Regions from separate parts of the Mus musculus genome. Here region 2 is linked to region 1. A link is a contact called in public Hi-C data. All regions are on one chromosome and are shown on one strand. Each heading gives the region's core, a stretch centred on a gene start, on an enhancer-like site or on the middle of the called end of the contact. The rest is flanking DNA. Distances are from core to core; before and after follow the strand shown. Region 1 overlaps Gm38647 (a long non-coding RNA gene). Region 2 overlaps Arhgef4 (Rho guanine nucleotide exchange factor (GEF) 4).

Region 1 (7,222 bases), core at 443-2,942:
ACACACACAGGCATGCACATGCACACAAACATACATGCATGAGCATGCACACACACACAAAGAAGGAAAGGAAAGGAAAGGAAAGGAAAGGAAAGGAAAGGAAAGGAAAGGAAAGGAAAGGAAAGGAAAGGAAAGGGAAGGGAAGGGAAGGGAAGGGAAGGGAAGGGAAGGGAAGGGAAGGGAAGGGAAGGGAAGGGAAGGGAAGGAAAGGAAAGGAAAGGAAAGGAAAGGAAAGGAAAGGAAAGGAAAGGAAAGGAAAGGAAAGGAAAGGAAAGGAAGAAAATGAATAGTGTTGGTGAGATTGTGGAGAAATTGGAACCCCTATGCAAAATCCTCTGTCTACTTTCCAGGCAAAGGCCTGGTTTCATCTTACCCCAGAGCTCCACATTCCAGGGAAAAGAACAATCATTTACACTTTCCTTTGCTGTGATCAAACACCTGACCTGAACCAACACAAAGGAGGGTTTATTCTGGCTCACACTTTGAGAGTATAGTGCATCATGGCAGAAAGTCACAGCAGCAGGACCATGAGGCAGCAGGTTACACTGCATCACTGCAGCAGGAGTGTGAGGCAGTGGATCACACTGCATCACTGCAGCAGGAGTGTGAGACAGCAGTCACACTGCATCACTGCAGCAGGAGTGTGAGACAGCAGTCACACTGCATCACTGCAGCAGGAGTGTGAGACAGCAGTCACACTGCATCACTGCAGCAGGAGTGTGAGACAGCAGTCACACTGCATCACTGCAGCAGGAGTGTGAGACAGCAGTCACACTGCATCACTGCAGCAGGAGTGTGAGACAGCAGTCACACTGCATCACTGCAGCAGGAGTGTGAGGCAATGGATCACACTTCATCACTGCAGCAGGAGTGTGAGGCAGTGGATCACACTGCATCACTGCAGCAGGAGTGTGTGGCAGTGGTTACACTAAATCATTACAGCAGGAGTCTGAGACAGCAGTCACACTACATCACTGCAGCAGGAGTGTGAGACAGTGGATCACACTGCATCACTGCAGCAGGAGTGTGAGACAGCAGTCACACTGCATCACTGCAGCAGGAGTGTGCGGCAGTGGATCACACTGAATCATTACAGCAGGAGTGTGAAACAGCAGGTCACATTACATCCTCAGTCAGGAAGAAGGTAACTTCAGGTGCTCAGCTCATGCCCTCCTTTTTATTCGGTCTAGGAGCCCAGCTCGTACAACTCTAGCCCACAATCTAAGAACTCCCTGAGGTTCGAGCTTGGAGGTTTCTTTCCTGTGTAATTCTCTATCCACTCAAACTGTCAATCAATATGAACTGTCACAGAGAGGAAGCTACTTGCAGCAGACACCTTGCCAGATGCCCATTTTCCTCATTTAATCCTCTCAACTTTTAACCATGGGAGGCTCTTTCACCTGGTTTTAGGGATTAAGAGAGTTTAGGTGACTGCTTGAGGACACCCAGTAAAGGGACATATAAAGAACAGAGCATTCCATTCTCTTTTCGTGTCAAAGGGACCTCCTGTCTTTCAAGCACCCATGGATAAAGGTCTCTAGCAGGTCTTAGGGGTTGGGAGTGCATATTTGGGATGATAGCCCTTTTGTCCAAACCTCCTCTTGGTGTTTCATGGTAGGCCAAACAGCTTCTGGGAGCCATGCTTGAATCTTGAAGGTGAGTAGAGTCCCATGTTCTCTCCTCTGCCAAGAACAGGTCTAGGCAGGATGGAAGAGAAGGAGTTACAGGCATGACAGCCAGGGCTCAGCCACATCCAGACACACCCACCTCCACCTGCCCTGGCTCCCAGCCCAGGGAGGCTTTGCCATCTCCTCTGGTGGAGGTGGACTCACCAAACCAAGCAAAGGTGAGTGGTAAGAGGGTGCCTGTGAGCTGCCACAGCCAAAACTGAGGACACACAGTGGGGTTTCCTTAGATGGTGTAAACATATATTCTTTCCCTCTCCCCTCCAGCCCTCACTCTATAGAGAACACAACATCACACACACACACACACACACACACACACACACACACACACACACGAGCATTCCTTTATATCACACAGACCATACCTATATTACATTAACCCCACTGTACTGGCTGCTTTTGTGTGTCAACTTGACACAAACTGGAGCTATCACAGAGAAAGGAGCTTCCCTTGAGAAAATGCCTCCATAAGATCCAGCTGTAAGGCATTTTAGTGATCAAGAGGGGAGGGCCCAGCCTATTGTGGGTGGTGCCATCCCTGGGCTGGTAGTCCTGGGATCTACCAGAAAGCAGGCTGAGCAAGCCAGGGGAAGCAAGCCAGTAAGTAACATCCCTCCATGGCCTCTGCATCAGCTCCTGCCTCCAGGTTCCTGCCCAGAGTGAGTTCCTGTCCTGACTTCCTTTGGTGATGAACAACAATGTGGAAGTGTAAGGTGAATAAACCCTTTCCTTCCCAACTTGCTTCTAGGCCATGATGTTTTGTGCAGGAATACAAAGACTAAGACACCCACATATTATATATAGCATACCCACACATGCACATATACACACACCATGTACCGTGTACACCATACAAACACACCACACAACCCAACACACACACACACAACCATCAGGAACTATCATGGGTAAAATTAGACCTAAGTGAAACCTACCGGGATGTGATCACATCTAATTAGCAACTTTCAGTCTGCACACACTGTGATGGTTAAACGTCCACTTGATTGGATCTGGAATCAAGGTGAGTGGCTGAGCACACAGCTGAGAGATTTTCTTGTCCTTGGAAGGCTTGCCCTAATTGATGGTGGCATCTTCCAGTGGCAGGCCAGATGAAAAGATGTGGAAGAAGGAAGCTCTTGCTTTGCCTGCTTGCTTTCCTTCTTGCTGGCAAGTTGATCTATCCTGTTGATCCTACTCCTGATGCAGCAGGATTCCTTTGCTAAGAGCAGAACATAGCTGTTCTAGTTTGCTTTTTTTTTTTTGCTGCTGTCATTAAAACACTGATCAAAACCAACACAGGGAGGAAAGGATTTATCTTAGTTAGGGTTTCCATTGCTGTGAAGAGACACTGTGACAAAGGTAACTCTTATAAAGGATGTCATTTAATTGGGGCTGGCTTACACTGTGACAAAGGTAACTCTTATAAAGGATGTCATTTAATTGGGGCTGGCTTACAGGTTCTGAGGTTCATTCAGTCCATTATCATCATGGCAGGAAGCATGGTAGCATCTAGGCAGGCATGGTGCAGGAGGAGCTGAGAGTTCTACATCTTGTTCCAAAGGCAAACAGGAGAGGAAAGTCTTCCAGGCAGCTAAGAGGAGGATCTCAAATTCCACCCCCACAGTGACATACTTCCTCCAACAGGGCCAGACCTACTCCAACAAGGACACATCTCCTAATAGTGCAACTTCTGGGGTCAAACATATTGAAATCATGCCACTCCCTAGCCCCCATAGACTTATTCAAACATATGAGTCTATGGGATTCATACCTAGCTGTAGTGTCATCTAAAATACATTTAGTCCAACTTTAAAAGTCCCCATAGTCTATAATAGTCTCAACAGTGTTAAAAGTTCAAAGTCTCTTCTGAGATTCATTGAATCACTTAATTATAAACCACTATAAAATCAAAATCAAAAAGCAGATCACCTACCTCCAACATCACAAGATATACATTCCATTCCAAAACTTCATGGTGAGGAAATACTGGTCCTAAGCAAGACCAAAAACCAGATAGACAAACTCCCAACTCTGTATCTCCAGGTCTGATGCCCAGGTCCTTTCTGCTTTGTTGACTGAAGCAACAGTCCTTTGCTCTGGCCACATGGCTGAAGCTGCTGAGTTTTGCTGCTTGCTGGGGCTGGAACATGGCCCTCTTGTTCTATTAAATCCTTCACTGCCTGAGCTTGGTTGTCCTGGAACTTGCTCTGTATATTGACCTTGAACTCAGAGATCTGCATGGTTCTATCTCCTAAGTTCTGTTATTCAAGGCGTGAACCACCCTGCCTGGACTTAAGCTTTTCTTCACCTATTATTTGCTGTCTCAGGTTGTCCTTGAACTCAGAGATCTGCTTGCCTTTGTCTCCTGGGACTAAAGGTGTATACCACCATGCCTGACCAAAGCTTTTTATGACCAGTATTCCTCAAGATCCAGATCAAAAGCCTGTGTCTTCCAGCCTCAAGATCTGGATCACAGCTATACCCTCTATTTCTGGATTGTAACTCATTCCAGATTAAAGATCTAAATGAAAACAATAACCAGGTAATAATGCCTAACAAGCTATAACTATTCCTTGATCAACTGCAGATTCATATACAATAAGCTTAACTGGGTGGAAGCTTGCCCCAGGGTCACTGCTCTCTTAATCCATTTAATGTCCTTGAACATGAAATTCAGCTCAATTCTACTTCTTGGTGCCTATTTAGTTTTTGAACCATACATTTTGAACTTTTCCTTGCTACACTTGACCAAAATGTTCTTCATGAGATTAAAACCAGAGAACAAAGTCTCTGCTGAGCTTTTTTTTTGAGACTTCCATTGTATATGTAAAGTATATAAATCTCTTTAGCCTCAGGCAGACTCTTCAGACAAGGGCAAAAAAGCAGCCACATCTCTCATCAAAATACCACAAAAGCAGTCTCTAGGCTACACATTGAAATTATTCTTCGCTGAAACGTCTTGGGTCAGGTCTGCAGAGTTCAAACCATCCACAGCACCAATGTCTTCCATATTCCTACTAGGATGGCCCACTAAAACCCACCTAAACCATTCCACTGCTTTCCAAAGTCCCAAAATGAACATTCCTCCAAACCAAAGCGTGCTCAGGCCTATCACAGCAATCCCCCAATCCCTGGTATCGACTTCTGTCTTAGTTAGGGTTTCACTGTTGTGAAGAGACACCATAACTCACATAAAGGACAGCATTTAATTGGGTTTAGCTTACAGGTTCAGAGATTCAGTCCATTATCGTCAAGGCAGGAGCATGGCAGCAGCCAGGCAGAGCTGGGAGTTCTACATTTTCATCTGAAGAATGCTATGAGAAGACTAGCTTCCATGGTGACACACTTCCTCCAACAAAGCCACACCTACTCTAACAAGGCCACTACTAGGAGTAATAGTGCCACTCCCAGGGTCAAGCATGTTCAAATCACCACAGGGTTCATCCAGCTTATAGGTTATGGTCTGTCATTGATGGAGTCGGAGGCAGGAAGTGAAGCAGAGATCATGGAGGGAAGCTGCTTTCTGGCTTGCTCTCTGCACCTGCTCTGCTAGCTTTGACAACCACAGAGGAATATAAGCTTGCTTCCATTATTTAGCAGTCAAGAAAATGCCTCACCACTATCCCTATAGGCCAAGCAGATGGAGGCAGTTTCTCAGTTGACAGCCCCTCTTCACAGATGACTCTATTTTGTATCATGCTGACAGAAATTAACACGAGATCCTTTGGGTTTCCAATTTGGAAGACCAGTGGTTTCCCAAGAATCTTCTAGGCCTTCAGTGCCATATTGGGACCAGAGATAGTCTGCCTTCTGGTTTAAACAACTTCTGGGTTCTTGGCTTCTCCTGGGAGAGACACATTATTGAAGTACCCAGACCATATCATGTAAGTCAATCTAGTTAGTCCCCTTTTATGTTCTTTTACTTTTGTTCCTCTAAAGAACTCCAATACAAACACCCTGCTTCTGCGGGGACTAGAAGGCTATGCTCGGATCTAGAAAGGGAAGGGGAGAATGAGAGCCAGGAAAGGGTGAGCTGCTGGTCAGATTGGTTTGCATGTGAAATGTCCCCCCAGGCTCATGTGGTTCTCCATCTGGGGATGTTATATGAAAAGGTTGTGGAGCCTTCAGGGGCAGGTATGACACCTCACTGGAGGAACTGGGTCTTTAGGAGCAGGCCATCTGGTTCTCTGGTTCCAGTCCATTTTCTGTTCACTTTGCTTCCAGGTTGGATGCAATGTGACCGACCAGTTGGCTTCCTGCTCCAAGCCTTCCTCCCCTGCCATGATAGATTGAACCCGTAGACCTCTGAGCCAGCGTCAGCCTTTTCTCCCTTAAGCTGCTTTTATCTGGGCATTTTATCACAGCAACAGGAAAATTAACCAATAGAGGAGCAGAGGCCCTGGGGAGGAGGATGGGGCTCCCTGTGGCTCTGATACCCAAGACTCACATGGTGCATCTCTGTCTTTGCACTCAGGTTCAGGAGTATCCTTTGTTAGAGACGCAGATTCATTTGTGTCTTTGTACAATGAGTTATTTAATTACCAAAAATTTTTTTACAAACTGTCAGTTTCATTAGCTGCTAGGTTTCCCAGACAGGTCTTGAACATTTGATCATGCAATCCCATCCTCAAGAGTAGCTGCAATGGCAGACCTGTGCCACCAGGCTGACCTGAAATTATTTTCTGTGGTATGAGTTGCAATCCCAGGATACATAAGTAGGAGTCTCTAAGGGACTCTTCAGGCTGCTCTGTCTATAGCATGGCATCTCTAGATACCAGGGACACTGTGGCTTTACCAACCCTGAGCTTCACGAGTCCCAAACCCTACAGTGACACACATGTCTCTTGCACTACTGTGGATTACAGGCCAGAACAGGTCAGCATGAGAGTGTGAGAGTTGACAGGCACAGGGCTGTGCAACCTCGGTACTTCCTGACACCTACCATGGGGCTATGCCCACCACTGCCCTCCAGCATGGCTGACTTCAATCACGCAATGAGTCAGGGCAGAGCTGCTTGGAATGAGCCCCATAGTCAAGGCTGCTCTAACCTCATAGTTGTACCAAGGGCCAAGATCCTGCTATTGCAGGTTGCTGTCCTGAGGGGCCAGTTATCCACTGGTTGTAATGAAACCTCATCAAAGTGAGACAGGGTAGCCAAGTGTCTTGTTTTCCTCCTTTGCCTGACAACTCAGTGTGCATCCATAGAACAGAGCACATAGCTCAAAAATGGGTGATGTCTCCCAGAGGAGGAGAAAGCTCTATATTGAGAAGGGGCCCCGGCTGACCCTAAGTGAGGAGACCACTTCTGGACCACTGTTAGGTGATATATATCTGGTTTTTATATATATACCAGAGCTGAGTCTGAGCCCAAGCCAGCAGCACTGTGAACTTAATCTCAGCCATGAACAAATGTCTACTTTCCCAGATAGGGCATTATGTTCTACTTAGGTTTCTGTTGCCATGAGAAATGCGATGACCAAAAGCAACATGGGGAGGAAGGGCTTTAATCCAGTGCACAGCTTACAGTCCATCAT
Region 2 (6,967 bases), core at 1,714-4,213, 65 kb after region 1:
GGGTACCTTTTTTTTTTTTTATAACTCAGATCTGTACTCTTTAAATGGATGCAAGGGAATTCATGGCTGAAACAGTGGATTAAGAAATGTATAAGCTGGTCACCGGGGCACATGTCTTATCTCAGCACTCACTGGAGACAAAGGCAGGTGGGTCTCTGTGTTTGGGATCAGCCCGCTCTACAGAGTGAGTTCCAAGCCAGCAAAGGCTATATAATGAAACCTTGTCTTAAAAAAAGAAAAGTGTAGCTAGAGGGCTGGCACAGTGCTTCCTTTGTAAACAAGAGGGCCTGGGTTTGACTCTGCAGAATCACACAAAAGCCAAGTGCGGTGGGCAAAGAGGGCTGCTTCAAGACTTCCAAGGCAAGGCCAGCTGGCTTAGCCTACTTGGTGAAGTTCTAGGCCAATTAGAGACTCTGTCTCAAACAAAAAGGCAAGCAATGCCAGGCCTTCGTGGCTCCCAGATGTGGTTGATACAGTTTCTGCCTCGTTCCCTTAAGTTGCCTTGAGCATACATAGCATCCCGTGTCTGCAGTCTCAGGACTCTCTGGACTCCCCTTGTTTCCTTTCCTGCCTCTGGCCATGGGAGCTCAAGACAAATTCAAAGAGTGAGAGCATTTACTGTAAACTACTGGGCTGCACAAGAACAGACAGAGGCGAGGGCAGACAAGTACTCATCTGCCTCTTCTTGCTGGATACCTCACAGAAGGGCAGGCACTCCTCGCCGTGACTCATACAGCACACTCGTGTGTACTTCAACTGCTCTTGCATGCATGGCCTGTTCTGCCTTTTGATGGCTTTGTTTTAACTTGTATGACATTTTCTCCCCATGGTTTGGGTTTCTTTTCATTGCTTTTCCCTTTTTCATCTTTATGTATATATGTGCGTATAGGTGTGTGTGTGTGTATGCATGGATGGGTATGTATGTGTGTGGTGTATATATGCTTATGCATTTGTATGCTTGTGTTTGTGTGTGTGAATGTGAGTGTGTATATGCATGAGTGTATGTGTGTGAGTGTGTGTACATATGTGTGGAAGGATATGTATGGGTATGTGTGGTGTATGTTCATGTGTGGGTGTCATATTTTTATTTGTATGTTTGTGTGCATGTGTGTGCAATGATTGTTCATGTTTGTATACTTGTGTCTTCATGTGTGTGTCATATTTGTATTTGTATGTTCGTGTGTGTGTGAGTGTGTATGCATATGTGTGTGGAGGGATATATGGGTAAATATGTGTGGTGTATGTTCATATTTGTATTTGTATGTTCATGTGTGTGTCATATTTCTATTTGTTTGTTCGTGTGTGTGTGTGTGTGTGTGTGTGCAGTAATTGTTCACATCTGTGTATTTGTGTGTTCATATGTGTGTGGGGGTATATATGTACCAGAGTATGCATGTAGAAGTCAGATGACAACCTTGATTGTCAGTCCTCGATTTCCGCCTTGAGATCAAGTCTCTCTTATTTATTGCTGCCGACACCTAGTTAGCTAATCCTCGAGCCTCTAGCTATGCTCCTGTCTCTGCCTTCCACCTTGTCATAGGAGTGCTGGGATTACAGATTTGAGCTACTGCACGTGGTTTTATTTCAGTCCCAGAGATCCAAACTAAGGCTGTCAGGCTTGCATGGCATGCTCTGCACAACGAGGCAAGGTCTCTGCCCTCTGTGCTTGTTTCCTGTGTTAATGCAAGGTAGCTCGTGGTCCTTTGCTTCCTTCCTGGGGCTATCTGGGAAGTGATGAAGGGCATTTTCTTCCTATGAAAGAAAGGTGTGCATAATGGTATAAATGTGCTTGCTGACGTCCTGGGAACTTTCCTCTGATTCTTCTCTTCTTGCCCTTCTAGACTCCAGAGCCAGGTGTGCCCCCTCCAGGTGAGGAAGAGTGTGAAGACAACCAGCTCCACCCAGGCCCTGCAGACTCGGAGGAACAGGAAACAAACCCCGAGGACTTGGAGACACTGTCCCATAAGAGCGAAAGTCGATCCGGATCCGATACAAAAACAGATCCCTTTGAAAGTGCTTCTGAGGCGGAGTCCCTCCCGGGTGACCTCACTGGTGGAGTTGGCCTCTCCGAAAGAGAAGCAGGCTGGGGATGCCCTGAGGACTCAACAGTTAGACTTCCCCAAGGGCGGCATTTGGTCTGTGACGAAGGGCTCCATACAGAGGAAGAGCCGGATCTACCCTCAGGCTTAAAGGCAGGTTCTCAGCTAAGTAAATTGCACATGTTGACTGCTGGAAGACGGGATGAAGCATGCCCCTGCAGCCGTGTGGCTAGCTTTGTACAGGAGTCTGTGCCAGCATCTGTGTGCTTCTCGAAGCATGCCAGCAGCAACAGCAGTCCCCACCTGCAACAGGCCAGGTCTAGGGGCTATCTGGATGCCCCTGTGGTCTGTCCTTGCTTTCGTCGACACTGTGAACTAGGTCAGAGCTGGCCACAAATCCACATCAGGACTGCAGCAGCAAAGATACCTCCCACAGGCTCACAGCACAATGACTTCCCTCTGTGGATCAGGACAAAGAAGGGGCCTGCTCCGAGGTCCACAGTGGGCACAGACTTGTTCTGGGTTCATCCCTTCCTTGACATAGCCTGTCAACCTCGATTGGGCACACCTTATCTCTTAGACACCAAGTGTCACCAGAGTACCCCAGAAAATCTTGGTGCCAATGCCAAGCCACCTCAAGGGTACCTCTGCTGGCAGGTAAAGACTCTGGTCAGGGCCCATTCTATAGCTTCATTTCCTTTAGGTTGTCCTAAAGAGCCTCTGAAGCAGAAAGGTACAAATTGGCCCTACTTGCGGGAAGGGACAGAAATAGAACCCGACCACCCAATCCTTCACAAAACCCAGTCTCCTGGGCCCACCCAGCTGTCTCGTTTACTTCCTACTTCTCAAAGCAGGGCCCCTCCTTTGCAGGGTGAGTGCAAGCTGAGTGATTGTAGCTTTAAGAGGGCATCTCCAGACACACCCTGTGTAGGCCTTCCACTGGAAAACCAGGTAGAACAGGCTTCTAGGTCATGCCCAGCCCCTTCCCACCTTACTTCAGAATTGCTGAAGCTCAACAGCCAAGAGGAAGTGCCCAGGCCGGCTGAATGCAAGCCAGGGCACAGCCCAGAAAGCAGACTTGAGGAGCCCAAAGGTGTCCACCCTGATGATGTTATCAGTAAACAACAGTGCCTGCTAAACATCTCCGGAGAGGCAGGAAGCCAGACGGAGAACTACCCATCAATGAGTGCTCTCCAGGAGGAGAGAAAGCCGCCTGATAGGGCCTCCCTCTTCCCACAACACTGCTGCCATGGTGAGGTACCTGTGTGCAACAGAATGCTTGCAGGTTCCTGGGAAGAAGAGAGCGATAGCGCCTGTGCCCCAAGGACAGCCCTGAAATCAAGTGTCATTGGCTCTTTAGAAGCAGCAGAAGAGGGAGTGGTTCTAGACCTCCAACGCAATGGGAAGGCCTTGCAAAGTCTTTTGGACTTCCCAACATTGGAAGTATCTCACCGCAACCCTGGGAGTGAGTGTGCACAGGGACCTGGGGATGACCCGGAGCCTTCCCCTTCTGGCCAGCGGCAGGCTCCAGGAGCCCACGGGGCCTCCAGGCACAGCTGCAAATTCATTATGATAGCAGTAAAGCAGGAAGGAAGGCAGACTTCTACAAGGAAGGCTCACTGTCTCATAGAACCACAGTGTGGGCACCTTCCAGAGAAGGGGACAAGCGCCACGGCTTATGAGTCTTCCAGGGCCTCAGAAATGCCCGTGTTTGGCAATGAATGTGAGCTGCTGGGATGTCCAGGGGCAGAGGTGGATGGTGGGGCTCTTCAGCTGCTGGCCCAAGGCATAGAGCACGTGAGAGTGCCAGTCTCTAGGACTTCTTCGGATGACACTTTGAGCTCAGAGGAGACACTGGAGGGCGAGCTGCTTGGGGAAAGATTGGACTTAGGGTCTGAGTGTGTACACACCGAGCAGAACCAGGAGTTGCCCAGCTCAGATCGCAAACGAGGAAGGTGTGGCACAGGCGATGCGGAGAATGCGGAAATCTGCGCCTGCGCGGGCGAGGTAGAGGGTCCCCTTTCAAGAGTCTTGGCTTCAAGCACCACAACACTGGAGTTCCAGGAACCATGCGGTGGGTTTCAGCAGAGTGTGCTGGAGTCAGAGCAGCACCCTGCCTGTCTTCAGATGACCCCTTTAAGAACTGACATGCCCTGGTCCAGGGAGATGCCTGGCGGGGACATACCCTACAGCCAGGCCTTAACCTCAGAGGACTTGAACCCAGTTTGCCCTAGCCCCGAAGAAAGGGTCCCCCACAGTCCCTGCCAGGGGGAACCACCTCTGCACCACGTGCACCAGAGCGTATCTCTGGAGACCAAATCTGGTGTGATTCAAGTAGGGACATCTGGGGACCTCAGCGGTGAAGGACCTTCCCCAGAAAGCTACAACATCAAGAGACTGAAAACAACAGAAAGCAAGATCAAAGCCAGGCTGGCCTTAGCCCATAAGACCTTTACCAATTTTTTTGAAGCCAAAGTTATGGAGAAAACAAATACTGGCTCTGTCAAAGGCGAGAAAGAGAAGCGCAGGCGAGCCCGGGGCTCCTGGCGTGCGTTTCTGAGAAGCAAAGATGCGGAAGGCTCCAAACGACCTGCTTTAGTGAGTGGGGTTCCAGAACCAGGCTTTCCCCAACTCCTCTGCTCTTCCCCACCAGCCACCAGAGGCCACTGTGAGAAGTGGACGATTGACACCGACAGCCATGTATTTGGGGAGCACTGGACACCCCTAAACTCCCCTGCAACTCTGTCCTCCAGCCATCTGGCTTCTCCGGAACACCGGAGGAGAAGTGAACCGACCATAAGACGCACTGCTGCCCAGGAAAGCAGTACGCACCTCTCTTCTGGAGTCTTCCCAAAGTCTTCCTGGCTGACCTCTGCCACCAGCCCCGGAGCAGCGCAGATTGACATCAGTTTTGCCCTCCCCTGCAGCTCTGCCTGCCATTTGACCTATGAGAACCAAGGCATGCCCTGCAGACCCACAAGCCCCAAACCCAGGAGTCCCATGGCTGGGGCGCAGAGGATGGATCTCTGCCTTAGAGGCAGGACTAGTGCTGTCTCCATGGTCTCTCTCAGAAGTGACAAGGACGCCAACAGAAGTTCAGAAGTCCCCGAACGGCCCAAGGCATCCAAGGCCAGGGCGAGCCTCTTACTCTCTCTGCAAACACTAAACCAGAACGACCAGAAGGAAGACAAGAGCCAGTGCCAGTGTTACCATGGCCTGGGCACAGTGCCCTTCCTTAGGGACCATCCTGGGAATGAGGTAAGTGAGCTGTTGGTGGTAACAACTTGTTCATTACCTAAGACAAGTGGAGGGATGTTCCCTTGAGTTAGTAAGTGTTTCTGGGGCAGGGGCTGCTTCAGCTCAAATGGCAATGGGCTCTCTGCTCTCACAATGTTCAGTGAGCTGAATTCAAGTGGTCAGGCATGGCTGCAGTGCTTCAAGCTACTAAACCACCTAGATTTCTTAGTATTGGTCTCATAGAGGTCAGGCTGGCCATCGTCTTGCAGTGTAGCCAAGGAGGGCCTTGAGCTCCTGATCCTCCTGCCCACACCTCCCAAGTGTTAAGGTGACAGGCATGAACCACCATGCCCAGCATTTTGTGGGGTGCCAAGCATTGAACCCAAGGCCTCATGCATGCTAGGCAGTCACTTTACCAACTGAGCTACATCCTTAACACCCTTTGCATCACTTTTAAGGTAAAATTTAAAAAAAAACATTCAATATTAAAAGACACCATAGGGAAATTTACTTCACTGAATCCAAATACAGAATACAATATAACATTATAAAGCTTCAACACACACACACACACACACACACACACGGAAGGATAGGGCATCTGGAGGGTGGTCAGGGCTTCTTGGAATGTCAAAAGTATGTATGTAAGTGCAAGGTGACTCCATCACCACCCTCCAAGGATGCGTTTAAACCCCCATTTGCAACTCGCATGTCCAATGGCAGAACTATCACCACACAAATAAGGCTCAAAACTCAACAGTAAGATCACAAAAAACATGTCAAGTTTCAATTACCTTTGCAACTTTACAATATTGCCATAGACATAGATGAGACAGCTTGAGGATGACCCTAAAGCTTAAATGCAAGGCTGGGCTGGCATGATGTCTCAGCGGCTAAGAGCTCTTGCCGCTCTTGCGTAGGATTAATGTTCAGTTCTTGTACCCACCTCAGGAGGTTCACAACCACCCATAACTCTAGTTCTGGGGGAATCCAAAGCCCTCTGCTGCCCTCCAATGGAGCCTGCATGGGCATGTGCGCATACACACAAATATAAAATGAATCTCAGGCACAGGACTCGCTAGTGTCATTCATGGCTGGCACACACAGGCTGGAGGTTGTTCATTAGTGTCTTCTGGGCAGTGGTGGTGCACACCTTTAATCCCAGCACTTGGGAGGCAGAGACAGGTGCATCTCTGTGAATTCAAGGCCAGCCTGGTCTACAGAGCAAGTTCCAGGACAAGCCAGGCCTACACAGAGAAATTCTGTCTCAAAACAACAACAACAACAACAACAACAACAACAAAACAAACAAACTAACAAAAAACAAAACAAAACAACAAAAAACATCATTAGTGTCTTTACTGCTCCTTTGCCTTGTGACCGCCTAAGGTCAGGTATGGGATTTTCTAATTTGGGGTTTTGTGTATTTTAGGCTTATTTGCTTTCATACGAGGGATGATCAATCTGTAGCTACACAGCTTCTATTTTATATCATGGACAGAGCTGTAAAGCAATGACTATCAAGTGTAAGGACATGCAATGACTGTCATCAGCAAGATACACAAATTCCTTGCCCTTGAGCTAAATTCCTTTCTACTCACATCCTCCCGGCCCTGGTTGAACTACTTCCAAGCCCAGTCAATGGTTACATTTCAAAAATGTTATATTTTGAGATTGGCTATTTACTTAGC

What was found. Hi-C and Micro-C count contacts between places; a contact is called where the count stands out from the background.
Region 2: a contact with region 1 is called in a Hi-C map of epidermal suprabasal cells, with 2.6 times the contacts expected there. The contact joins two enhancer-like sites. A contact is called at or near these places in 1 of 39 promoter capture datasets (embryonic stem cells), 1 of 15 datasets of contacts at CTCF or cohesin (hippocampal excitatory neurons), 8 of 484 Hi-C or Micro-C datasets (brain, embryonic stem cells, epidermal suprabasal cells and 5 more), 5 of 115 datasets of contacts at active chromatin or transcription factors (double positive thymocytes, embryonic stem cells, neural progenitor cells and 1 more) and 2 of 9 other capture datasets (embryonic stem cells and liver).

Annotation. Positions count from the first base shown.
Region 1 is chr1:34,655,904-34,663,125 of GRCm38.p6, forward strand. Gm38647 (a long non-coding RNA gene) reads right to left here. Exons shown (of 4, transcript XR_865332.2): 3 at 2,624-2,907; 4 at 1,333-1,697. Among named protein-coding and RNA genes, the nearest start is that of Gm38647, 7.4 kb to the right of the region's middle. Within about 2 kb of position 1,693, at least 2 of the 459 cell types and tissues checked have an H3K27ac peak or open chromatin away from gene starts, as enhancers often do. A contact at or near this core is called in epidermal suprabasal cells, where this site is marked.
Region 2 is chr1:34,719,863-34,726,829 of GRCm38.p6, forward strand. Arhgef4 (Rho guanine nucleotide exchange factor (GEF) 4) reads left to right here. Exons shown (of 14, transcript NM_001368773.1): 2 at 1,842-5,297. Among named protein-coding and RNA genes, the nearest start is that of Gm32920, 34 kb to the left of the region's middle. Within about 2 kb of position 2,964, at least 15 of the 459 cell types and tissues checked have an H3K27ac peak or open chromatin away from gene starts, as enhancers often do. A contact at or near this core is called in epidermal suprabasal cells, where this site is marked.